Regions from separate parts of the Sus scrofa genome. Here region 2 is linked to region 1. Evidence: chromatin contacts called from public HiChIP or PLAC-seq data. All regions are on one chromosome and are shown on one strand. Each heading gives the region's core, a stretch centred on a gene start, on an enhancer-like site or on the middle of the called end of the contact. The rest is flanking DNA. Distances are from core to core; before and after follow the strand shown.

Region 1 (6,054 bases), core at 678-3,177:
ATCCAAGGTTTGCACCAATTACATCAGTATAAGCTGCTTTCCTCTTTCTCTGTTTTCACCAGAAGCTCTGCACATCTATATCAAACATCAGAGGTATTTATTACATACTTAGCAAGGGCAATAGATGTATGGAAGGGAAGTGGCAGAAAGCAGTGGTAAAGAAGGAGTATCTGGCCTCTTTCACTGTGCTGGGTTTGTGATATCAAATAGTTAGAAGACTTGAACCTTTAATCAATCAATTACTTGCTCGAATTTCTTTCAAGGAAGATCTCAGAGAAGGATCAAATTTCAGCATCAACTGATTTTGTCTTTGGTTCCTTTTGTTGAAGTCCGTGCTTTTCCATGAAAAAGAATTAATCCTTAAAAACGGACTCTAATATTGATACATCCTTACATTCCTTTTATGTTCATGCATATCATCTTTTTCTTTTTGCCATTTCTTGGGCCACTCCCGCAGCATATTGAGGTTCCCAGGCTAGGGGTCGAATCGGAGCTGTAGCCACTGGCCTACGCCAAAGCCATAGCAACGTGGGATCCGAGCCACGTCTGTGACCTACACCACAGCTCATGGCAACCCCAGATCCTTAACCCACTGAGCAAGGCCAGGGATTGAACCCTCAACCTCATGGTTCCTAGTCAGGTTCGTCGACCACTGAGCCATGACGGGAACTCCCATGCATATCATCTTTTGAAAGAAAAATGCTCAGTAGAAAACTGCATTTATTGAATAATACATATTTTGCCAATTTTTACAAACCACAGAATGTTGTTTTAGTTTGAGTTCATACAAAAAGAGTCTAGGAACAGGATCTGAGTACTGAGTGTACCATTCATGTCATTGTTGGTTGTGTCAGATGTATGTTATCACATGTGATCCCACATCAAACCATGTATAGACCAGGAGACCAAGTTTCAGAGAGAAAAAAATGTGACAAAGTCATAATTCTAACTCAACTGTGTGTGTGCTCAGGTAACTCAGCGTTGTTCCAAGAGCTCCATGTTTATCCTGGACCAGCTTTGTGGTATGTGACCTTGGGCAAATCACTCAACCTATGCGACCCTTAGTATCCTCAACTGCTTCAACGTAATCTCTGCTTTGCCTGTCGGATAGGGTATTTTAAAGACCAAAACCGTCAATGAGCCTATTTGATACTTAACTTGGGACAGCTATTTAAAACAAACAAACAAAAAAACAATTTTAACAATTTTAAACAAACAATTGGATTGCATTTGCCCTGGATCATCTCAGTGTTGAAAGTTCCTACTGCCCCATCTATCACTGATTTTTGTCAAGGGTGTGCTGTGTGCTTCTGGATCTTTTGCAACAGGGTTCACAGCTTCAAAAACAAGGGAGAAGACAAACTTGGTTCCATTATAGTTTTGTTGTGAACTGCACATAGACACTGATTTATGTCTATATGTGAGTAAAGAGGTCAGTTTAACTAAACAAGGGACAAAATAGGGGCCATTCAGCCACTGATGCCTGAACCTCTGGCCTGCTGCTATGAAAATACATCTACTTTCTCAGGGTGATCCCCCAACCCCCCATCACTTAGGATCCAGCAGCCTCTGCCTGTCTGTCCTAGATTTCTTTCTTTAACAACAGGTGCCTGCATTACTGAGAGATAGTTTTATTGCATCTTGATGTCATGACTGCAGCTGCTAGTATATAAATAAACTGGAGGCCACCAGAGGGCTTTTTAAAAATCTAAGACCTATAAGGAAGAAATGTCTTAATATGTTTTATATTTTTAACAGAGAAGGAAACTGAAAACTTATAATGAAACTGATTTTTAGCATTTCAACTAAGATTCCATGTCAGTAAGTTCTTTGTAGATACCATGTGACCATCAGAGGAGGAATAAACTAAGTATGGACCATGCTCATGTGAATTAAACTACAATAGCCACTTAATTTTTTATGAGTGTGTAAATTTCACTTCAATAGTATCACTTCTTGATTTCCTTCTTTTTCTCCTTTCTGACTTTCTTACCATGTAACACAGAGAAATTACGATTATTAAGGGGTCAGTCCATTTGTGGGCAGAGAAAATCCTGAAACTCTCCAGTTAAACAAAACATTTCTCATTTGGATTAAATGAAGTGAGAGAAGAAAGGATGAAACCCTTGGAAAACTGCTGTGTGTGCATTACCAAGGTTCTTTTTTTCCTCTGTGTGTGTGTGTGTGTGTGTGTGCGCGCGCACGTATATATTTTTTTCTCTCTCTTCTTCGTTGCTGAAATTGTGAGATTGAATTTGATGGTGCCATCTCAAGTCTGTAATTAATAGGAAAATTAGCTATGGCTTTGGGGAGTTTTTGAAGACTGGATACAACCATGGAGTATAACACTCTGCTACCATTCAGTTTTTGAGAATGGAAGAAACTGAATTTTAAGTAACTCAATACCTCCTTTTCAGCACTTGTTTAATAGTACATGTCCTTTAACCAAAGAACACAGATGGTACAATGAGGTTTTAATTAGATTTCGCGTTGGATCCAATTAGCTACAGTTGCAAATGTAAAATCTAAAATAGAGCATTAAGAAATAACTTTATCGAGTCACTTCAATTTGTTAGGTCACTGGCCTTCCTGGATTGCAGCGGACATACAGCTCAAGATAACAGCATCATGAATTCCTATTTAAAACATATGTCAGTGGGGAGTTCCCATCATGGCTTAGGATCCTCCCTGACTAGGCTCCATGAGGATGTGGGTTTGATCCCTGGCCTCTTTCAGTGGGTTAAGGATCCAGAGTTGCTGTGAGCTGTGGTGTAGGTGGCAGACATGGCTCAGATCCTGCGTTGCTGTGGCTGGGGTGTAGGCTGGCAGCTACAATTCTGATTTGACCCCTAACCTGGAAACTCCCATGTGCTGCAAGTGCAGCCCTAGAAAGCAAACAAAACAAAAACCAACCAACCAAACAAACAAAACATATGCCAGTGGTTAAAATTGTGTCTGATGTATAGGTTCAGAAATGGTCTTTCTCAACTTCTCTACTTATGAAAATATGAATAAAGATGAAAATCTCCCCAACACACTGAAAGGAAAGCTTATTCCAGAGTTTGGACAGAATTTATTCTAACAATGAGGTCAGTTGGGCTGGAATAAAAATTAAAACACAGCCATAGACATATCTGAAGTGCACCTCATGACATAAGTAGTCTTTTCTTCACAAAAGAGAATTTGGGAGGTGGGTGAGTAACAGTGCAAGAGTAAGAAAGATGATTGGTACATCTCCCATGGTTTCACCTTGATGAAATAATCAAAATTAAATAATAAAAAATAACATGACCATTAGACCTCCCCTACTCTTTCTCCTAATATGTGCAAATTTTTGAGATGTTTGAACATTGTTATGTCTCAAGAGTGCCTCTTACCTCCAATGCCCTCATTTTCACTTTAAAAAATATTAATTTGGAGTACACTTGCGATGCAGTGGGTAAGGATCTGGCATTGTCACTGCAGTAGCTTGGGTTGCTGCTGTGGCATGGGTTTGATCCCTGGCCCAGAACTTCTACATGACATGGGTGTGGCCAAAAAAAAAATTCAAAGCAAGAATCAGGGGGAAAAATAGACCTTAGAAGTAGGGGAGGGATGATCAGACAGTTAGGCATTGCATCTTGATAGGTTGTATCTCCTACATTTAAAGCAGGAGGTGTTGACAAGAGATCCCTAGCAGAAGGGTATGATGAAGACTGTGGTGGCCCATATGCGGTATCATCTTAGAGTAACAGAGGAGTAGGAGGGAGGGAAAGACAATAATTTCATATCAGTTCATTAGAAACACATGGGATGAGAGTAGGAAACATTTCTGGTGACACACCAACTCTAGCTGACAGTGAAAGTCTTAGGTTGCTGTGCTTAAAAAAGCTCTATTTCTCCATTCTCAGAAGGAAAGGTTGTGTGATAAAATGTCAGTGGGTGAAGGAGGGATGACTGATTGTAAAGTTCCATTTATTTAAAAATCACCTAAATAGGAGCTCTCTGGCAGTAAATTGGGTTAAGGATCTGGCATTGTCACTGCCGTGGTGTAGGTTTAATCCCTGGTCTGAGAACTTCTGCATGCCAGGGGCATGGTCAAAAAAAAAAAAAAAAAAAAAAGGTTATAAAAAATAAAAATCACCTAAAAATATTCACTCATACAATTTGGTTAAACAAATCAAGACATACACATTGTGATGGTTAAATATATGTATCAACCTGGCTGGACTATGAAGTACCCAGATAGTTGGTGAGATGTAATTCAAGGTAGCTGGGAGGGCATTTTTGCATGAAATTGACACTGAAGTCAGTGGACTTGGGTGAAGAAGATTGCTCTTCATAAGGAGGTGGGCCTCAACTAATAATTGAAGGTCTGAATAGAGCAAAAAGACCAACCCTCCCTTGAATCAGTGAGAACTCTCCAGTGATAGACTTTGGATCATCTACAATACTGACTCTTTCTGAAGGCCTTTGAATGGAACATCAGCTCTCCCTGGGCTCTTGCACCACTGGCTATCCTGCAAATGATCCAATTTCTTATAATAAATCTCCCTCACCATATATATATGTGTGTATGTATGTGTTTGTGTGTGTGTATAATATATATAGCTGATATATAATATGGGAGTTCCCATCATGGCTAAGTGGTTAATGAACTCAACTAGTATCCATGAGGATGCAGATTTGATCCCTGGCCTCACTCAGTGGGTTAAGGATCTGGTGTTGTGGTGAGCTGTGGTGTGGGCTGTAGACACGCCTCGGTTCCATGTTGCTGTGGTTGTGGTGTAAGGGTCCGATTCGACCCCTGGCATGAGAACCTCCATATGCCACAGGTGTGGCCCTAAAAAGAAAAAAGACGAAAAATACAATAAAATAATATATAATATGAACATATATATATTACTGGTTCTGTTTCTCTGGAGAACCCTTTATATGCATTAGCAGAGAACCACCTAATTTTTAAAATCAGATTGTGAAGAATATTTACACCCAGAAAACATATGATGTAAAGTAGAAAGGATGAAAACTGATACTCTCCATATAGTATTACTGCATTTTATAATATTTATATGTTACAAAGAAGGCTTGAAAAGGAATTTAGCAAATTGTGGTCATCTCTGGGTATTCAGCTTATTGGATGATATCATCTTTTCTTTTTAATTGTCCATATTTCTAAATTCTCTATAGTGAATATACATTGGTTCTTAATCAGTAGGAAAAATGCTATCACTTTTTTAAAAATGTAAGCAGCTTAAAAGTCAAGTATTCTGGTTAAAATTTTGCTGCTTGCAAGGTAGAATAAAGAGTAATCAGTTCCCACGAGAACAAAAACAAAGCATATGTCAAAGAACTGAAGTAATAGTTTCTTTCAGCAGGTATCCTATCTGAGCAGATGGTATTTAAGCAAGAAATCCCTGCATCTTAATGGAAGGCAGAGATACAATTTCCCCAAAAGCTGACATTAAAAATAGATGACATTTGGGGGCATTCACTGAACATATTTGTAGTTGTTCCTTTTACAGAGACTTGTTTTCAGGGGACCAGGTATCCTAATCTCTAGGTCCTGGTACTGTGTAATACACAGGACTCTTAAAAAAAAAATCAGAGAAAAGAAAAGATTACATGTTTCCTACTGTGGGAAAGAATTTACTGTTTGTGATTTACTGCTTTTATTATAGATTATTGGAACATAGTTTAGGGTACAACTGAGTAGAAATCCCTCCCCTGTCTATTCTTCTTTTAATTTTTTTACTATTATGTTTATTAAAAAATAACATAATTTACCCAAAGTTTAACTTGTGTGTGTGTTTATATGTGTAACACACATGCATATCTATATACAGGTATAAATCTGTCTTATTTTACCTTTCACTTCTTCCCCTTTTACTCATTTTTATGTCTTTTGCTGCTGCTTTTTTTTTTTTTTTTTTTTTTTTTTTGTCCTTTTAGGGCCACACCTGCTGCACATGGAGGTTCCCAGGCTAGAAGTCAAATTGGAGCTGTAGCCACCGGCAACAGTGACAGTCACAGCCACACCAGATCTGGGCCGCATCTGTGACCTACACCATAGCT
Region 2 (6,619 bases), core at 3,669-6,168, 220 kb before region 1:
GTGGCTGGGAGGGACCCTTGGCCTGCCTGGTTAGGTAGCATGATTGGCTGTTGGTATGACTGCTGAGGGAGTCCTTGAGAACCCTGGGTCATCGGCACCTGTGGGGAGACACAAGACAGAGCCCTGCATGAAGAGGTTATTTTCGGGTATCCAGTGAGCTACAGTGGTGACACCAGAAACATCCAAGCTTTTGGGTCTGACCTAAGAGGTCACCCATTTCAGCTCTACCTTTTATTAGCTGTTTCACATTGGACAAGTCACTTAACCTCTCTGATTCCATTTGCACAATGACACCTACTTTGAAGTACCCCTGGAAGGATGGGGCAGATGCTGTACAGTGCTTGGGACATGTGAATGCTCAGAAGGGGTTAGTTCTGAGCCTCCTTCCTTCCCTTCTTCATGGCCCTCCAGGGAGTGCCATCTGGCCTCCCACTCTAGATTTCCCTCAGCTTTGGAAAGCCATGCTCCTGTGTTGGTTTTAGGCAAAGAATGTAGTCTGGAGCCACTGATAGTAGGGGCTTTTGTCCCAGGAACCTACCTCACTCTCAACCTGCAGCTTTACGGAACATCTAATATGGAGATGGAGGTAGAACCCAATGCAAGTGTGAATCAGGGCAGAAGGACGAGGATAGGTTCTCCAGGGCGAAGAGCACCTGGTGCAGCTAAATGTTAACGACTAATGTATTTCACTAACCCTCCACTCCCCCTCCCAGCATACTTCAGAATATACCTTCCAGAAGCAGGCATGTCATTTTTAAAATACTCAGTGTGGTTCTAGTCTGGAAAATGTCCAATAAATGCCCTTTAAATTATTCTGAGATATCATTTAAAAATCTAAGTTAGATTTGTGGTGAAATGAAGTTTCTTTGGGTGTGCACAAAAACAAATGAAAATTTGTCATGAGGACTTTCTCCTAATAAGTACGATTTCAATAGAATGCCCAAAGGTCTGCATGAATAGAACTTTAAAGAATTTTTTTCCCATGAATTGACAGTTTAAATGAACAGGACATTCAAAAGGCATGGTAGTTATAGAAACATACATTTCCCATTTTCTACTTGTCTATTATGATCTCAACTCAAAATCAGTCATCAACAATGGCTATGCCTAGCACCTACCACCCAGCCAACCACCTGATCTGGGGACAAACCCACAAGTCTGTACTTTGGCACGTTCCACTTCATAAACCACGATTTTCCAAATTACTGATATGCACCTGATAATTAGACATGGTTGGGTAGGAGACCATGACGCTTTGCACTGGAGTTCCCTGTTGGCTGCTCATCACACCCTGACTCTGAGGTGGCTGCTGCACCCCCATGAGGCTTTGGAACCCCTGTTGACCAGACAAGACCGGCTGGTAACCTGTGAAGAGAAATAACTTTTTGAACTAGTTGTGCCAAGAACAAAGATGATACTGTAGGGTTAAGAACACTTCTTCACAAGGCAACCTTCAGACATTTCAATCTCCCAGTCAGGAATGTTTATTTCCTAATAATGCCTGTTTTGCTTCTTAGAGTGGATAAGGGTATGACTCCCCCCAGCTCACTGATCTTTCCATCCTTAAGAGTGGTCCAGTGAGTAGTTTTGACATTGATAAATTCTTTAGGACACAAAGATGGCAACCTCTACTGGCACTGGGTGACTGCTTCAAATTAGCCTTTTCAGGTTTGTCTTTTGCTTTGGTTTCGATGATATTTGGAGAAGTCATAGATTATCAAGTTCTATGCTAATTCAGCTGATTCATTCTCTTACCCTCTCTCTTTTCTGCACTACTTCACTTCATATAGAGATCACCAAACAGCCTGTTAACTTGGGATGCGTTCTATTTTCCCCAGTGAACAAAATGATTCTTTATATGATTCAATGTTCATTGCCTTACACAAAAGGCTACAGCCAGTGAAATGTGTGTCATGGCTTTTATTCTGTTTCAATCACTAGCTCCCAAGAGAATGTTCTGGCAAAACACTCCCAGAAGTGACCATGCACATGTCATAGATAGTATACAATTCGGCATTTAAAGTATGTGTCTGGGGAGTTCCCATAGTGGCTCAGCAGTTAACAAACTCGACTAACATCCAGGAGGTTGTGGGTTTGACCCCTGGCCTCGCCCAGTGGGTTAAGGATCTGGTGTTGCCATGAGCTGTGGTGTAGGTCACAGACGCAGCTCAGATCCCGCATTGCTGTGGCTGTAGTGTAGGCCGGCAGCTACAGCTCCGATTGGACCCCTAGCCCAGGAACCTCCATGTGCCGTGGGTATGGCCCTAAAAAGATGAAAGACAAAAATAAATAAGTATGTATCTGGGAATTCCTGCTGTGGTGCGATGCGATTGATGGCGTCTTAGCACTGGGATACGGGTTCTATCCCGCCTGGTACAGTGGGTTAGGGATCCAAGCCAGCTGTGGCTTGGATCTGATTCCCTGGCCAGGAAGTCCATATGCTGCAGGGCAGCCAAAAAAGAAAAAAATAATTAAAAAAAAGAATGTATCTGTTTGTGACCTTCTGGATGGTTCAGCTGGTTGGATTTCTTTTTCTTTTTAAATGGACTAGAATTTACTTAACTATTCTAATCCCTAATATAGGATGTAATTTAAAATGCATTCTTAAAGGAAGGCTATGAACTGTCCGTACAAATATTGAGAAGAAAGATATGACTTAGGTAAAAATGACTTGGTGATAGAGAAATGAAACAGATTTGCTTCATCCTGGAAAGTAAGGTGCTTCCAGAGTTCATACTATTAACTACACTGAGTGCTTTGGAGTCAGTGGAACTGCTGTTTTCATACAAATCACTGAGAGAATCTTTAAAATCCTAGATTTTCTTAGCGTAAACACTGTTTTACAACCAGATTTTAAAAACTGAAAGGGTAAAAAATTCCTAATCAATGTGTGTTGTTTATAAATAAAAAATTTTGAGTGTATGTGAAAGTTTTAATTGAGGAAAGGTAAAAATAATATATATACTTTGCTGTCCTCTGCTATGCAAAAATGTATTTTCACTCCTCTTAGAAATATTGTGGAAACATGTCTTGCAAATAGGAGACAGCTTATTTCATCAGATGAGATGGAAACAAGGTCTGGTCAGTTTGGAACACCTAAGAGACCAAATGAGGGGATAAGCCAAGTTGGGAGGCCTAGACTGTGCCGGCCTTGGTAATGGGACAGGTGTGTAATCTGGAAAGTTATCCTTTGACCTTCTTATGTGTCCCCCTGCCTTTTTTTTGGCTGCACCCATGGCATGTGGAAGTTCCCTGCCTAGGGATCAACCCTGTGCCACAGCAGTGATAATACCAGGTCCTTAACCCACTAGGTCACCAGGGTACTCCTCTATCCCATTTTATTTTTTATTATTTGATTTTATATTCACATTACTACCCCTATTCCATTTTCATAGTGGGCTAAGTTATTTTCAATTCTTATAAAGACACCACATATTAAGAATCTAATTAAGGGTAACAGCCACCATCTCTCCAGTTACCCTGCATCCATGGCACACAGTCAAGCCTCCTTTCATATGCTCTGAGGGTCTATTTGATATTAATTACACCATCAAAGAGGGTTTGTACAATATGAAAAAATCAGCAGACTTGAGAACAAGAACTGTGACTTAAGGCCATATCATGGTCCTCTCTACCTCTCAGAATGCTTCCTATTGCAGGGAGAAATTTCTTATAGGATTAATTGCAAAAAACTGTTTTATATGATTTCCTATCATCTAGATCTACCACTCATTCATATACTCATTGGCCCTGAAAAAAACCAGTTGCTATTTTACTGTTATTATGACGTTGTTCCTAGCTGCATCAAATTCACTGAAGCAAGAATTGTGACATATGTAAGAAAATAACTTGGTAGAACTATAGAAAATTCATGACCAACAGCCTTGCTTACCATTTCCTAGTTCTAGAACAAAGAGCAGATAAGGTGAATGCATTCCCAAGTCCATGTCATGGTGAATATAATGGAACCGTACCTCTAGCTGATGATTCAAAGTACAGGTTGAAAATGAGAGAAATGTCTTTTAAGAATCTGACTTATATTTGGTCTTATGCTAAAAGCCCAGCTGGGTCTCAATGGCCCTGAATGCACACAGCTACTATGTAAACAAAAAGAGAGGAAAAGAGGGGAGGGAGGAGGACAGGTGAGGTGCAGTGACCTTGCATCTAAAGATGATGTATTTGCTTATTGAATCCTAACATCCTTTCACAGAGTCAGCTTTGAAATGACTCTGTTTTACAGAGTCTGTTCAAAAATAAATTGAGGTGGCCTATAAAAGATTCATTTATTATAGCAGCTCTAAACCAAAATTGGGGTGAGGGGAAAAAGTCTGATGATAACAGAGCTGATAGGATACAGAAAACAGAATGTCTCCGTAGGAAGAGAAAGCAACTCTCAAGTAACAGTTAAGGAGAGAAAAGGAGTGAGGAGGTCGGGCAGCCTCATCCCAGTAAAAGTGTGGGACCTGTGAGGGTGCAGTTCATCTTTGCTGAGTGCACAGATGCAGGACCATTGCAGTGTCTCCCTCCCCAGGCCTCCTCTGCCTGCTCACTTGTGAACTTTAATACCAAATACTATTTGTAGTTTGAGGGTAATTCATTAATATTCTGTGCATAGAAGTGGCCTACCAGCTCTGCAGTGGGGTTCCTACAGTAAACACACTTCCAATAAATCAAGATTTATGGGAGGAGTGAATAAGGCTGTACAATTTCAAAATGAAAACTTAGGTGTAAGGAAAGCCAAACTTATATTCATGAATGCCATTCATTTCTCAGTTTGCTCTCCAGGCAAGAAATTTACACCTGGGATGGTTTAATTGAAGGTACCCATTTCTTTAAATGATGTTGCAGAAGGTAGGTGGCAGAATGGTCTTTGAGACAGGAGGCTGTCTGGAGTGTGAATCTGACCTCCCATCCAGAAATAGACAGATAGAAATGTGATAGCAGTGACCTAAGAATGAACTAACAGGGTCTGCCTGGGACACAGCACAGCCGAAGGCAGAGATGGCAGTGCTGGTGGCAACTTGCTTATCTCATCTATTCACATGAGAAATGTTTTCCAGTTTGTCAATTCTTAGCTGTGAGATGATCAGTTTTTCATATTTATTGAGGATTAACAAGATAGAATGCATCTTACAAAACAGCAACAGCTACAGTATCTGCCCTGTAGGCTTGCTATGGAGATCATAAAGACATTAGCTATTTTTATTATTCCTTTTTCAGTCAAGGTTAGTTCAGTTTTCAAGTCACATGCATCTTTTATTTTCTAAAGGTAAAAAGGTTAGGAATGGACAAATGCCTCCTAGCAAATAAAAGAGTACACTCTACTAAGATTGAGGAGTTATAAAATTAAAAAAAACCCTGGCTCTTACAAATCTGAAAATTTAATATTGTTTCTACTGAAATATAGCAGTTACCAAATACTATTTGTAGTTTGAGGGTAATGCATTAATATTCTGTCACAGAAACATTTCTTGATGTAGAACACTTCTGAAAAATCAAATGTAAACTGATTAGGAGTTATAAATTGCAGGACTGTGACTGACATTATTTTAACTCTTTTGAATACATTATTACAGAATAATAATGTAATAATCATTTTAGAAATGAATGAAATGGCAAAGCTGTAACATGTATTTTCAGGATTTTGTTTCCTTGGCTGTTGTTATAAAAGTTGATGCTGAGAAAGGGGCATAGTTAAGAGGGCAAATATCTACAGAGCAAAATAACTGGGAAGCTAGATAGTTCTCATCACCTCCCCAAACCCACCCAAGCAGTGTAATTTTCCTGTTGTGTTTATTAAGTACTCTTAACATGGTATAATGTCTTTTTTAATTATTAAACTTAATAATCTGCTTAATATAAAATATCACTTAACTTAGATGAACCAGCATACACGTATTTCTACAGGTTTCTAAGGAAGCAGATACTTGATTCTGAATTCAAATTCTGTTGTTTTTTTGTACCTGGTTTTGAGAAGGAGTTTAGCTGTCGCATGGCTGGTGAAGAATATGAAAGCAAAAAATGCTTATCCAGGACTAGTTGTCCTTTGCTGAAGTTTTATAGTTCACACATTGTACCACCTTCTAATATGTGCCTGGTTGTTTCTTGGTTTCCTATCAGTTTCTCTACACTTTCATCTTAAAGATTTTCCATTATAACTGAGCTAACTAGCTCTATTTGTTGATCACTTACTCTGATCCAAACAGTAAATTAAGCATTCTTACTTTATTGTCACAAAAATCCTGGGAGGCAGGCAGTGTTATTACACTCCTTTTATAAAAGAGACAATAGTGATTTAGATTCAGACATCTGTTGAGGTCAGCCAGCTAGCAGGAGGGAAAGCCTGAATTTACATTACAGTTTTCTGACTTGGGCATCCCCTGCTTTTACTGCCTAAATTGTAGTACTATTTGTTATACATTCTCCTAAGTCTCATACCTCCACGTAATCCTCTTGGTGTGGCAGGTACTCAATGGCTATTCATCACATTAATTGTTTCCTTAATGGTTAAAACAATTAAGTAAGAAGACAAGGGTTAGCATCCACAGTCTGTTGAACATCTTGCTAGTAGCAAAGAAAGAAAGAAAATCAAAGGTAAAGCATAATTGCCCTGTCAAAA

Evidence for each region. HiChIP or PLAC-seq counts read pairs in DNA pulled down with a chosen protein or histone mark.
Region 2: an H3K27ac HiChIP or PLAC-seq map of skeletal muscle shows a contact between it and region 1, with 6 times the contacts expected there. The contact joins two enhancer-like sites. A contact is called at or near these places in 2 of 47 Hi-C or Micro-C datasets (psoas muscle and skeletal muscle) and 1 of 2 datasets of contacts at active chromatin or transcription factors (skeletal muscle).

What each region holds. Positions count from the first base shown.
Region 1 is chr13:20,858,899-20,864,952 of Sscrofa11.1, reverse strand. No RefSeq gene overlaps it. Among named protein-coding and RNA genes, the nearest start is that of ARPP21, 93 kb to the left of the region's middle. Within about 2 kb of position 1,927, at least 5 of the 83 cell types and tissues checked have an H3K27ac peak or open chromatin away from gene starts, as enhancers often do. A contact at or near this core is called in skeletal muscle, where this site is marked.
Region 2 is chr13:21,081,125-21,087,743 of Sscrofa11.1, reverse strand. ARPP21 (cAMP-regulated phosphoprotein 21) reads right to left here. Exons shown (of 22, transcript XM_005669338.3): 21 at 1,217-1,365; 22 at 1-98. Among named protein-coding and RNA genes, the nearest start is that of MIR128-2, 46 kb to the right of the region's middle. Within about 2 kb of position 4,918, at least 2 of the 83 cell types and tissues checked have an H3K27ac peak or open chromatin away from gene starts, as enhancers often do. A contact at or near this core is called in skeletal muscle, where this site is marked.